2 separate regions of the Mus musculus genome follow, and region 2 is linked to region 1. A link is a contact called in public promoter capture Hi-C data. All regions are on one chromosome and are shown on one strand. The core of a region is the stretch at or near the end of the contact, and the rest is flanking DNA. Distances in the headings are between cores, read along the strand shown. Region 1 holds the start of Amz1 (archaelysin family metallopeptidase 1). Region 2 overlaps Foxk1 (forkhead box K1).

What was found. Promoter capture Hi-C pulls out the DNA fragments that hold promoters and counts their contacts.
Region 2: a promoter capture Hi-C map of embryonic stem cells shows a contact between it and region 1, with 4 times the contacts expected there. The contact joins the enhancer-like site here to the promoter of Amz1 in region 1. A contact is called at or near these places in 8 of 39 promoter capture datasets (the 3T3-L1 cell line, 3T3-L1-derived adipocytes, the C10 cell line and 3 more) and 2 of 115 datasets of contacts at active chromatin or transcription factors (embryonic stem cells and epiblast stem cells).

What each region holds. Positions count from the first base shown.
Region 1 is chr5:140,720,126-140,726,550 of GRCm38.p6, forward strand. It overlaps Amz1 (archaelysin family metallopeptidase 1), which reads left to right and starts at 4,002. Exons shown (of 8, transcript NM_173405.2): 1 at 4,002-4,043; 2 at 4,249-4,346.
Region 2 is chr5:142,423,925-142,431,183 of GRCm38.p6, forward strand. All of the region lies in intron 1 of Foxk1 (forkhead box K1), which reads left to right. Among named protein-coding and RNA genes, the nearest start is that of Foxk1, 26 kb to the left of the region's middle. Within about 2 kb of position 4,332, at least 10 of the 459 cell types and tissues checked have an H3K27ac peak or open chromatin away from gene starts, as enhancers often do. A contact at or near this core is called in embryonic stem cells, where this site is marked.

The DNA.
Region 1 (6,425 bases), core at 2,752-5,251:
ATGGTTGTCTTGTTAGAGTTTCTATGGCTGTGAAGAAACCATAGCAATTCTTACAGTGGAAAACATTAAATTGGGGCTGGCTTGCATGGTGCAGGCAGTCATGGTCCATGTCTACATCTGGATCAGCAGACAGCAGGAAGAGAGTGACAGGGCCTAGCCTGAGCACTCAAAAAAGCCCACACCCTAGTAATACATGTCCTCCAGCAAGGGCACACCTCCTAATTGTGCCACTCCCTTGACCCAGTGGGTACTGTCTTCATTTAAACTACCACAGTTCCCCACCTTGATGCCAAGTAGGCAAGGAATTAGGAGGAGACTGAGGGAAGAGCTGTATCTTGGCAGTGGTATCTCCTGACAGCCAGGATGGCCCTTTACGGCTAAACATTGTTGAAACTGCAGTCAGGTTGTTCTGGTTACATTGGAAACACTGGGGCTCGCTTTCTCTCACGTGTGCTGATGAAGTAAAGGGACCTTCAAAGGACTCTGATAAGACAAACTGACCAACCATTCGGGGACTAAAACAAAACAGACTCAATGTTTAGAGCATTATAGCGTCACTTGCAGTACAGATATACCTTCTTTGTAGAGCTCATGGGTAGAGATGCTCTGAAAGGAAGGTTAGGTCTACCATGATCAGGGATGGGAACAGGGTAAACCAAAGAAGGAACTGTTTATTTTTGACTCACAGTTCAAGGGTACTCTCATCTCAGAGAGGGAGACATGGCAGCAGCAGGAGGAGGCAGCTCACACGGGCATCCTCAGTAAGCAAGCGTGACGAGAGAAGGATGCTGGGGCTCGGCTTGCTTCCTCCTTTTTATTAAATACAGCCTGGGAGATGGTGTCACTCATTTCGTGTATATCTTCCCACCCCAGTTATGCAATATACGAACCTCTTCACAGGCTTGCCCAGAGAGGACTGTAGTGCCTGTCCTGGTGACAGTGTTAGCAGTCACATCAGACCTCTTTGCACTTACTGGAAGGAGGAATGAGACATCTTTACTCTTAGTCAGAAAGCGTTGTGCATGCAGTACATTCCTCTTAGGCAGATCTGAGCTTCTGGAAGTCATATCGTTATCTGTTAACAATCCTCTGGGCAGTTCAGGGTGTCACAACAGGTCGAGAGATATGACTTCAACCCATTCTTCTGACCAGTAATTCAAGTCCTGCAGATTCAGTCCTCTGTAGTGTAGCGTGCTGATTGTGAGAGAGAAGCCCAACCCCCACTGCCCAATTTGCTACCTGCCAGTCAGGCTGCACCCTCAGCCTGGCAGAGCCTCACTTCCCTTGTCTGTGAAGTGGGGTGCCCTCACCAGATGTCTTAGGGTTGACATTGCTGTGTAAACTACCATGATCATAGCAAGTGGAGGAGGAATGGATTTATTTGGCTTATACTTCCGAATTAAAGTCCGTTCTTGGAGGAAGTAGGGTATCGAATCAAGCAGGGCGGAGCCTGGAGGTAGGAGCCATTGCAGAGCCCACAGAAGGGCACTGCTCACTGGCCTGCTCTCTATGGCTTGCTTGGAACACTTCCTTATAGAACCCAGGGCCATCAGGCCAGGGGTGGCACTGTCCACAGTGAGCTGGGGCCCCCCAGGTGTATCAAGAAGAATGAACCACAGGCTTGCCTACCGGCCAACCTGGTAGGGGTATTTTCTCAATTCAGGTTCTCTCTTCTAAAATAACCGGCTCAACACCAATCCTGGAGAGAGAGGCCTGACTGAGACCCAGTGAGCAAATTTCACTGTGAGACACCAGGCCAGAACTGGAGGTCTGAACCTGCACTTCCGCTTCCGTGACCCACAAGTCTCCATTCTTGTTCTGTAGCAGAAAGCCCAAGTCTAGACAGTTTATAAAGTCAAATGGCTTCCTTAGCATTTCTGGGGGTTGGAAAGTGGAAACAGCATAGCCTCAGGGCCTGCCCGAGAGTACCTTAGCTGTGTCACTTATCGGGAATGTAGAGGAGAGATCTGGACCAAGCAGGTCACTCTTCATCGACAGGGTCCTGAGGACAAAGGACCAGGGATCAGAGATCAAGATAGAGCAGGTGGTCTCAGGAGGTCAAGGCTTCTGCCATGCCTGTTTATGAAGAAGTACAGCATCTTATATACTATTATTAGTGGAAGGACAAGAGAGGGTGGGGTCAGGGAAAGCCATCATACAATGGATGATGTCAGCAGGAGGCTAATGAAGCAGTGTTGCACAAGGCGAACAAGATGATCTCACGGGTGTCAGGGACAAGCACACAGAAGCTTCAAGATGGAGAAACTAGGGGGTAAAGGCAAGTTTCCAGGAACTGAACCCTTAACTCCTTCAAAGCCAGGCTCCAGCCTCAGACTGGACCTTGCTGAGCTGGCCCTGGGCAAGGACACGGACCTCTGAGAAAGCCTTGGATCACCTGGCTCTCAAAAGAGGAGGAACCAGGTTCATTCAGGAGCATGCTCAAAAGGCCAGATTTGCACCATCTGCTCCAGTCCCTCCACCCCTCACCCCAACCCTGTGTATGTGTGTGTGTGTGTGTGTGTGTGTGTGTGTGTGTGTGTAGGCTGTAGGTTGACATCAGGTATCTTTCTCTCTTTCTTCTCCTTCCTCTTGCACCTTTGGGTGAGTGCCCACAGAAGCCAAAAGACAGTGCTGGATCCCACGGAACTGGGGGACCCAGGTGGTTGTGATCCTCCTGATACGTTGTTGGGAAGAGCAGCCGGTCCCCTTAACCACCGATCGAGCTTCCCCACCTTGGCTTTTGAGACAAGGTCTTTCTCATTCAACTCTGTTTTCACCGGGTTGGTTAGACTGACCATCAGTGAGCTCTGTTGGACTCTGTACTGGGATCACATGGGGACCAAGCTTACAGCACCCTAGCCTTTGGGGGGTGGAGGGGGACAAGCTAGACTCCATTCAATCCACATTACAATGTAGCATCATCAGCCTAGAGTCCCCAGAGTCAGTGACGTTCAGTGACTTTGCCTCCCACCTTGCCCCGGGCTTCCCACTGACCAACCTCATTCTGCAAATATTCCTCCCTGTGTAACCGTTCGTCTCTTTAGTTTATAAATCAGTGTCCATGTGTGTGCGTGCACCACGTGTATTTAGATCTTCTGGAGGAGCAGTGGACCCTCAGCCTCTCTCCTGTTTCTCCACACTATCTTTTGAGACAGGCTCTCAACTGAACCTGGAGCTCCCAGGCTAGGTTGGCTGGCTTGTAAGCCCCAGGGATTTCTCCGCCCCTGCTTCCCCGGCTCTGGAATTATAAGGGCGTACTCCTGCATCTGCCTTTTATGTAGGTGCTACGAGGTCTGGATTTGAGTCCTCATGCCTATGTGGAAATCACTTTACAGACAGAACCATAGATCTGTCATCTTTTATTGTCCAAAATGAGCCAGGAGAGAGGCCTGGGCAGAAGGGTGAGAAAAGACTTCTGATAGGAGCCAGGCAAGGAACAGTGCAGGATGCGTGGAGTCAGGGAGAGGAGATGAGCAGGGTGCTGAGCGAGTGGTCGTCTAAGGGGTACCCAGCATCCCCTCCTGGTCTCAAGTCTCAAAGAAGATGGATGGAGGGCCTTGATTCTCAGAAGACTGTTAGCTGACCTCCCTAGGACAGGGCCTTCTGAGGGGATTTGGGGAAACTGAGTCAGCCCCAGACCTCATCCTCCGTAAACCTACATTATAGACAACACTGTAGCCCCAGCCATCATCAGCACGGAGTGATTATGCCAGGAGGTTTGTTGAATGACTGAATGACCTAAGTCTGCTCCTGTGCCAGGCAGCCTAGAACCCCCTTCATGAGGTGTAAGCCTAGGCCACTCGTGGGACACTCCCCTGTTTGTGCCAGAGGCGGAGGACACAGAGACCTCCCATCTCGCCCCCTCTGTGGGACCCTCTTCCCCACACACATCAGTTCCTGTCAGAGCCAAGATGTGTCGCCATGGAAACTGCTTGGCAAAGGCTGGCAGGCAGAGGCGGCCAGCAGCCGCTCACACTACCCAGCTCCTGGCGGCACCCGTTGAAGTGACACGAGCGTGCCTGGCGGTGTGTGGCATGTGTGCGGTAAGTGAGGGCTTGGGTAGGCACATAAGTGTTTGTGTGATGTGTGTCAGAGGTGGTCTGGGAGTGTGTGCTCTTGTGTGTGCATACATGTGCATGTGTGTCAACAGGGTGAACTGTGGCCGTATGCATGCGCTCTGGGTGTGATGGCTGCTGGGTGCGCACAGTGATGGGAAATAGAGGACTGATGGGGATGTGTGCACTACAGGCTGGGTGTCACTAGGTGAAGGACCAGACCAAGGTGCCCTGCAGTTGCTGTCCCCACCCTCGAAGTGGACCTCCTAGCCAAAGACAGCCACGGCTCAGGTAATTATCCGTCAGAAGGAGTGCATGACTGGAGGGCTTCTGGGAGGCGGCAGCTACTGGGAGTCAGGCAGGTGAAGGGGAGAAGAGCAGTTATCTAGGTACAGCCTGGAGTCTGGGAGTGATGAAGAAAGACTGGAAAAGAGGAGAGACAGCCAGTAGGGATGAATAAGGTTGGCTTGCACTCAAATTTTAAAAGGCCATCTTCCTAGAATGGGGGTGCCAGAAAAGGCACCCACAGAGGTGGCACATGGGGTGAGAGGACAAACGGCTGGGACAGACAGAGCCAGGTGGCTAGGAAGCTTTGATGCTCCAGGGACAAGATGGGGCTTTCTCGTGAGACTAAGGGACACCTGAGGATCTTGCTGTGCAGGAGGACTGGGCTTGAACGGAGAGAGGTCAGGTGGAGCCAGCTGTGCTGGGCAGTCGGGAGAAAAAAATATATATATATATGGAGGTTGACCAGATGTTTCAAAGTGAGTGCAAGCCTGTGGGTAGGGTAGAGGAGTGTCTGGGAGGCATGCAACTTCTGCAGTGTGAGAGCATATAAAGAGAAGTTTGGGTCCCCAGGGTCTTGTCCCCAGGATCTGAGGACAGTACCATGCTCTCCATGTGCTACTTGTTCTCTATCCTTGTAGCCCCCCACCCCAGCTCTTTTATCTATGTGGGGGATGAAGATACTTTGGTGACCCCACCCTCCAGGTGCCTAGAGCCACCAGAAGCCCCAGGGTGGGCTGTTCCCTGGCTCCCAGGCCCATGCTCTCCTGAAGGGAATGCCTGTGCCTCATCCTGCCCCCCCCCTTAGGGTGCATGGACTGCCAAGGTGACAGAGACAGATGTCACTGGGCATGTGGTGGACACGAGGAACAAACCTCCATTTGGGGGTCTTGCTCAGATCCCCCTCTCAGGTGTCTTCCCACACTGGGGGCTACCTGGATGCCACTGCAGGGGTCTGTTGCTGCCAGGCTGCGCCTTGGTTCCTTACAAGCCTGTCCAGGACAACCCTGTCTTCTGGGGGTTCCTTCTCCCGCTAGCACCCACTCCTACTATACTCTGTGTCTCCCCTGGGTGACGCTTCCCACCTACAAAAGGATTTAAAAAGGCTTTCTCCATGACAGGGCACAGCTAAGACTCTGAAGCCCCTTGTCAGCCAGCACCTCCCCTCCCTGCCAGGAGGAGGTAAGATAAGGTGCAATGAATGAGGGGGCTGGTGCGTGGGACACCCCTCTTTCTGCAGCCTACTCTGGGCACCCTGAGATGACTTTGCCTTTTTAAGTTGTTGGTGTCTCAGTGCAAGGACTTTGGGGACATTTTCAGGCAGTTCTAAATCGAGGGGAACTGTGACAGGGACTGATGTCGCTGGGCATGTGGTGGCATGAGGATCATGTCTCAACCCCTCCTCTGTGCCTGCCTTCGATGGACGATTTCTAGCTAGGAAACAACAGGTGGGCTCTCTCCCCACCCCTAAGCACATAAAATGGAGGAGGGAGGGGAGGAGGGATGAGGCCAGACCTGGGCAGAGATAAGACAGAGACGAGAGGCTAAACAGCCTAGTCTTAATGCCCAAGCCATCCTGCACCCAAGATTTGGTCTAGCCTTGGGAATCCCTAGGAGCCTGTCTTCATAGTTGGCAGCTCCCTATCCTGTCCCTATCCTGTAAAGCCTTCACTATTTGTTGAGCATAACTTTCCATTGAGACACTCACCCCGCCTCCCAGTCTTAGTCACCCTGGCTGCTGTCTGGGGGGAACAAGGGATCTCAGAACTGGGGGGACCTGGTGTGAATACTAATTGGACTGCTCACAGGGCGGCTTCACAGGCTGATCGTAGATGGCTGGACCCTGGCCAGGGCCGGCTGGGCCTGCTTTGGAGCCCTGTGCACCCCCACCATTGAATCAAGATGCTTCTAATGCCTGGGGACTTCTGTTCCTCTCTCAGGCTTGGGAAGGGTCCTCAGCTGTTCCAGGATGGGGTGGAGACTGGAGACCCAGAGAGCTGGGGTCCCTGGTACCCAGTCCCAACTGACCCTGAGAAGGGGCTTTAGTCACTCCAAGAGGGGGTAAGGACTGGAGACTCAGAGGGT
Region 2 (7,259 bases), core at 3,082-5,581, 1.7 Mb after region 1:
GGCTGAGCATAAGGGGACAGGGAGGGACAGGATGACAGTCCTGGGCGGTGGTCCTGGGCAGAAGCAGTCAGCTGTCACACAGTACTTGGGAGTTCATGTTTTCTTTTTTCCGATAGGGTCTCATGTAGCCCAAGCTGGCCTTGAACTTGCTGTGTTGTCAAAGGATGACTTTATAAACATTTGGTCTTCCTGCGTCCACCTCCCAAATGCTGTGGTCACAGGTATACGGACAGCTTTCCCCTGGCTTTTATGTGAGCATTTGCTGTCTGTGACTCAGTTTCCCTCTTTTGAAACCTGGAACGTGATGGAAGCTGGTTGCTGCTTTCCCCCTTTCCGAAAGATACACTTGGTCCTTGCTTTTCACCGAGGCAGGAAATCAAAGAAGGATCTTGGGACTGGGGAGGTGTTGCAGTGGGGAGCTGTGTTTGAGTCCTCGGTATCCATCCAGTGTAAAAGCTAGACCTGGTTGCACGGACCTGTACCTCAGCCACGTGGGCAGTTGAAACAAGATTGCTGGCTGCTAGCATAGCTCCAGGTTCTCTGAGAGACCCTGTCTCCCGGGAATAAGGGAGTGCTGAAGCAGGACACCCATTATCCCCCTCCCATCTCCTGCACACATGTGTGCACACACCACGTACATGTATGTGCAGATATACACACGGACCTCAGAAGCTTTGGCTCACCCAAGACAACAGGTCCTGTCTCTGCTGGTGTGCAGCGAAGGGATGAGATTCGTTTCCATGAAATGAAACTCACTTCCTTATTGTTGGTGGCCCTCCGCCAGCAGGGTGATGCTGCCTCCCAGGAATACGGTTGCTCTCTCTCTTTGCTTCCTGGCCTCGACTTCTTCCGTGCTGTGGACTTAGCCAACTGTACCTACTGATGCCAGATAGGACTAGGTGGGGCTGTAAGAGACTGGGAGCTGCCCGTCACAGCCGGCCCTGTCCCACCCACCTGGGTTGCAGCTCCTGGGCTGGGCTGGGCCAAGTTTGGGCTCTGGGTAGTTTGTTAGGTCTGGCTGGCCTCTCCTTATTAGGAAGGCAAGCTTGGTTGGCCCAGGGCTGCAGAGAGGAAGTGCCCTGGGAGGATTGAGTTGGGCTCTGCCTTGTTTAGACCAATGGAGCTGCTGTTTGTGAAATAACAAAGCCTTGTTGCTCTTTAGATGGGACACAGGGAGATAGCAGGAGTCTCCAGCCAAGTGCTGTGTCTTGCCTGGGATGCTGAGGTAAGGGCTGAAGCCATCACATGGCTGGCCTGCCACATTACTGTTCCAGGAAACGCTGCTCTCATTCCAGACGGACAGGCTCAGCCACTGGCCGCCCTCTGGGCTGGTTGTGTGTGAAAGATGCCTGGCCCTTTCCGGGAGGCCCTTCCTGGCTCTGCCTTCAGCTCCCGAAAGGGTTTCCTGAGCCAAGTTGGATAGCTCTCATTGGTCCCAGACCTGTGGAAGTCGCCAGAATGGAGAGATTGAGTAGAGAGCCTGTGTCTGGCCTGGCTCCTCCATCCAGGGTCTCACTGATACTTTGTCCTGGTCCCCTCTCTGGTGACTTGGCTTTTTCTGCAATATTCTGAAATACGTGTTTACCCAGGAAATACAACCGTGGGCTTCAGAGAGCTTTTGTGTGTGTTCACAGCAGATACTACATTCAGATAAGAGCAGATACTAGTTTTTATAGTGCTAGAGATTGAACTGGAGGCTTCACACATGCTAAACAAGCTCTGTGTCACTGGCCAGCCTCTCCCTCCCCGATATCTTTTGTTTTGAGATAAGATCTCACTGTTTGCACAGGCTGCCCTTAAACTCAACAGCCGGAAGCCCAGACAGCCCTTCAACTGACCATTCTGCTTTTTCAGAATCCCAAACACTGGGAATGACAAGCCTTCACCATGAGGCCCAACTACATACTGATCTTGAACTATTATTATTATATGAAATTCAAAGTTTGGATAAAGCACCCTTGATTTTGCTAATTGCTCTACAACACAATGCGCTTGACTTCATTCATAAGGAGTGCTGAGCACTGAGGCAAAGGTCAGGCTCTGCCCATGGCTCATCGTCCTTGTGAGGAAGCTGTGCTTCAGTGAGGTGACATTAGCTGAGTGCTTTGTTGTCACAGGGTTCTTTGAGCCCTCCTGAGACCTGGATCTGAGTTGCAGATCTGCAGGGAAGTAGTGCACCTGCCACCGTGTAGCTGGAACCAGGTTCTCTCAGATGTTACGTGAGCCCACTAAACCTTTCCATGGTCATTCTAGGTTAGCCTGGATCTGTGTGTGTCAGGGCCTTGGGTTCGATACATTATAAGTATTACCTGTGTGAAGCCCGGCATGGTGGCACACAGCTTTGGTCTCTCTCAGCACTAGGGAGGCAGAGGCAGAGGCAGGCAAGTCTCTGGGAATTTGAGGACAGCCTGGTCTAGTGAGTTCCTGGGAGATATTATCAGCCCTTGCTTTCAGTCTTCGTGGTTGTTTTGAGCTATTGTCTCAAGCCCAAGCTGGCTTCTAACTCACAGCAACCCTCCTGCCTCGGCTTTCTGAGTGCTGGGATCTCGGTAGGCATAGACCACCATGCCAGCCTTTCACCTTCAGTGCCACCGCCACCTCTGGCACTTTGTAGACATTCCTGAAAGTATCTCTCTGGAGGAGATTCCCTTTGTGGCAAAGGGGGTGCACCCACTCAAAAATGCACATGCCAGGGCTAGCCAGTTGCCTGAGTAACAGTTGGTGTTACTTGGTGTGATCACAAACCCCAGGAATGCAGCACAAGATACCTCACACCAGAGCTGAACTTCACCACAGTGACCTGCCAGTGTGTGCACTTTTGAAATATTGGGCTGACCCCTCCCCCACTCCATTTCTCTTTGTCTCTGACTCTCTCTCTCTGTGTGTGTGTGTGTGTGTGTGTGTGTGTTTTCTTGGGTGTGCGTGCTACAGCACACATGTGGAGGTCAGAAGCCAGTTCTTTCCTTCCACTTTATGTGATGGTTTTAGGAACTGAACTCAGGTCTCCAGGTTTGTTCAGCAAGCCCTTCACTCGCTAATGCTTTTTTTTTTTGCCTGCCTCTGGTCAGCCCGGTGTGGTTTCCAGGGAGGGCTGGCATATACTTCTTTTACTGTCTCACTGTAGAAGAGCCAGCTGCTGGCCGATAGCAGTGACCCTGTCCCAGAGCCTGGACCCAAGAGGGCTCTTGCTCCTCCCGATCTGAGACTGCATTGTCATCACTCTTAATGCATAGGTCCCTCTGGATTTAGTCTTCCTGAACCCTTCCACGTCCTGACTCAGCACCAGGACACCATGGTAGCCACGGCCACAGCAGCCTTGGCTCATCTTTCAGTTTTCTAGCAAAATGGATTGTTTTCTGTGTGATGTGTGTTGTCTGCACAAGCATGAAGTGTGCACATGCACATGTGTGTGGACATGTGCAGAGACTACAGGTCTACATCAGGTATCCTCTGTGCTCTGTACATTAAGTGTTTGGAGTCAGGGTCTTTTACTGGGACCTGGGATCCTAGGTGCGGGCTGCCGTGCCTGGCTTTTCTGTGTGTGCTCTGGAGGATCTGAACTCAGGACCTCATGCTTGCACAGCAAACACTACCCACTGAGCCGCCTCACCAGCCTCAGCTGAAAGAAGATACTTTAAATGAAATCCCTGAGAATTCTTTGCTTTGGGACTTGGTACTTAAGCACTGCTACCCATGGGCTGAGGATTTGGCGTAGTTGGTAGCATGCTTGCCAACATGCCTGAAGCCCTCGGTTCCAACCATGTGTCCTATAACCCTCTGCGGAGGTGCACACCTAATCTCAGCACTAAGAAGGTAGACCAGGTGTCCAAGGTCATCCTTGATACTTAGAATTCAAGGCCAGCCTAGGTTTCATGAGGCTCTGTCATAATAAAAAAGCCATTTCCTGATCGAGCAGTGGTTTTCCTTGGCACATACACAAGACGAAGTCTCTGCGCCTCTCACCTCCTGGGAACAGGCCTCATGGGAAGGGCACTGCAGCAAGAGTGGACCATAGAACATAGGAAGTGGAGGGAGCTTCCTGTGTAGTCACATGTCCAGCCCCCTACAGAGCTTGTTCCCCTCCTAATGAAGCCCTTGGGATTCTTCCCTCCTGAAGCTGTCCCCCCACAGAACTGGGCCAGGCCAGTGCTCACTGGCTCTAAAGGCATGTGGCACCACGCAGACCGAGAGCGCTTGTATCCAAGCACGCGGCCTCTTTCTTCCTTCCAGTCATTTGTTCCTTAAAGGAAAGGCTGTTAGAGGGCAGGCTGTAGCAGCAGAGACCGCTGGGAAGCCCACACCGAAGGCCGTGACACGCCCCTCCCTGTGATTGTCTTGTCATGAGAGTAATTGAAATGACATTTACTAGTCTTTAGGAGCTCAGTGGCCCAAGACCCAGGAAGGGGGCCTCAGCTTTCCTAAAGTTTTCATTCAGGTGAGAGAGAGAGAGAGAGAGAGACAGAGAGAGAGAGAGACAGAGAGAGAGAGACAGAGAGAGAGAGAGACAGAGAGAGAGAGAGACAGAGAGAGAGAGAGACAGAGACAGACAGAGAGAGAGAGAGACAGAGACAGACAGAGAGAGAGACAGAGTGTGTATGTGTGTGAGTGTGTGTGTGAGTGAGTGTGTGTGTGTGTTCACGCACACGAGTGGCCTGAATGAATTCACATAGCCAAGGATGACCTTGAACTTGTGATCCTCCTGCCCTCCCCTCCCCTCAGTTCTGGGATTCCCAGCATGCACCACACATACCATGTACTGCGAATGCCCTGGCGAATGAACCCAGGGTTCCAGCTCTTTTTCAAGCAAGGTTTGCCTGACGTCAGATCCCAGCTCTCATTGTCTTCTGCCCTCTATGTCATGGCCTATGGCAAATAGTTCTCATATTGTCATTTTCCTTGGTGGGGCCGAGCACTTCCTCTCCTGGTCTGAGGGCTTTCACACTTACAAGTCCTTCATAAGACATTCATTGTCCCACCTGCTGGGACGTGTCAGGCATACTCTAAAATGGCACGGTGACATCATTCTAGATTTTCCCAGCCACCTCCCTCCCACAAGGGCTTCTCTAAACATATGGAGTTCTTAAAGCAGTGTATATTGTATTGTTTTTAAATGATATTTATTTATTTATTTAGTGTGTGCGCATGTGCCTGTGTCACAGGGCATGAAGAGGTCAGAGAATATGCTTTGAGAATGGGTTCTCTCCTTCTCCACCATGGGTTCCAGGAATCAAACTCAGATTGTCAAGCTTGGCAGCAAGCCCCTTTATCTACTGAGCCATCTTGGCATCCCCTTTGTTGGCTTTTGTTTTGTTGAGTTTTTGTTTTTTGTTTTTTTTTTTTTTTGAGACTGGGTCTCATGCAGTTGAGGGTGACCTTGAACTTTTGGCTTTTCTGTGTCTACCTCCCAAGAGCTGGAATTACAGTTGCACACCACCCCTCCGGGTCCAATTTGTATTTGAAGGAAAATCTGGGGTTCTGAAAAATCCCCAGCAAGGTGGATTTTGGTTTAGTTTCTGAGGCCTCATCTGTCAATCACTGATTCCTTATTAACCTGGACAGGTTCCTGCTGTGAGACCTTCTCAGGTGGTTACAGAAAATTTCATGTGTCAATTGCCACACTTTTCATTATTAAAAAAAAAAGTAAGGCCAGGCTTGGTGGTGCACACCTTTAACCCCCAGAACTCGAGAGGCAGAGGAGCAGATCAGCGAGTTCTGGGATAGCCATGGCTACACAGAGAAACTTTGTCTCAATAAAACAAAAGTTAGAGGCAGGAGAGATGGTTCAGTGGTTAGCACCCCAGGCTGCTCGTCCTGAGGACCTGGGTTCAATTCCCAGCAGTTGTACAGCAGCTCTCAGCCAGCTGTCACCCTGGTCCCAGAGGATATGGTGCTCTCTTCTAGCGTCCAGAGGCACCAGGCACACCAGTGCACCTAGACGTGTGCTCAGCCACAACACCCACACACAGAAGATTTTTAAAAAGCAAGAAAATAAAAAGGGAAGCTTACGTTTTGTTTTGTTTTCTGAGACAGAGTTTTACTCTGTAGGCCAGCCTGCCCTGGAATTCTCTCTGTAGTCCAGGTTAGCCTTGAACTCACTTTGTAGCCCTGATCCTCCTGCCTCAGCCTCCTGAATAAGGGATACTGGCAGGAGTGTGCCACTCATTCCTGCCGCAAAGTCTGTCCTCTGGGGTGTTCACACTGTGGAGTGGGGTGTTCACACTGTGCAGTGGGGTGCTCAAGCCACTGCTCGCTTGGGTGGCTCCCCTCCAAGTCTGAGCCAGTCCCCACCGTGGGAGGTCACAGAGTGGCCTCCCTGTCTGTTTCCATCCCTCAGCGATGCTTGCTGTGTACTGTCCCCTGCAGACCCCAGCTTCCCCAGCTCACTGTCCACTCCGTGAAGTCCTGGCTCTGCAGGGATGGAGGAGAGGGTGTGGGGAGCAGCATGAGAGGAGAGGCCTGTTGTGTTTATTTGTGTTAAACAGCATTGCTAGAAGCCCATTAGTGCACAACTCGGTATTCCATTCTTACTCTCCAACGGCCAGACACCTCGCTCCCTTGGTGGTGGGGCAGGTCTCCAGATTCCTCCTTCTAAGATGTAATGAAAATGACTTAGAAGCCAGGCTTTGGTCTGAGGCTGACTAGGGAGGCTGAAGCAAGAAAACTGAATAAAGTTCAAGGTCTGCCCAGGCTGCAGAGAACTGGGGCTGTTTGTGTTTTGGTGTGTGTGTGTGTGTGTGTGTGTGTGTGTGTGTGTGTGTTTTTAATCTGTGTGTTCTCATGTCTTCATGTGATTGCAGGCTCATGTGCACCACATCACATATATGGAAATCAGAGGACAACCTCAGGGGTCAGTCCCCTACTTCCACTGTTTGGTCGTCACTTCTTAGTGCCTCGGGTCATCGGGCTTCGGTCTTCCCCCCCCCACACACCCACCCCCAGCACAGGAATGACAGACATGCTGCGATGTTTGGCTTTTATGTGGGGTCTAGAGATTTGAACTTGGTTCTTGTGCTTGCCGTGCAAGCAAGCGCTCTTCCCTCTGAGCCACCTCCCTAGCCCCAGCCCAGGCTGTAATGGTCAAGCCAGCTGTGTACTGACTGAGCTGAGATCTGACGCTAGACCATCAGCGTTCTCACCTCCTGACAAAATCATCCCCAGTCAGCCCGGGCTGCTGCCTGCAGACAGGGCGGGCCTCTGTGTTCAGCTTATGAGCCTTCAGGCAAGAGCTTTGGTATAATTTACCGCCGAATAGCTAGTCA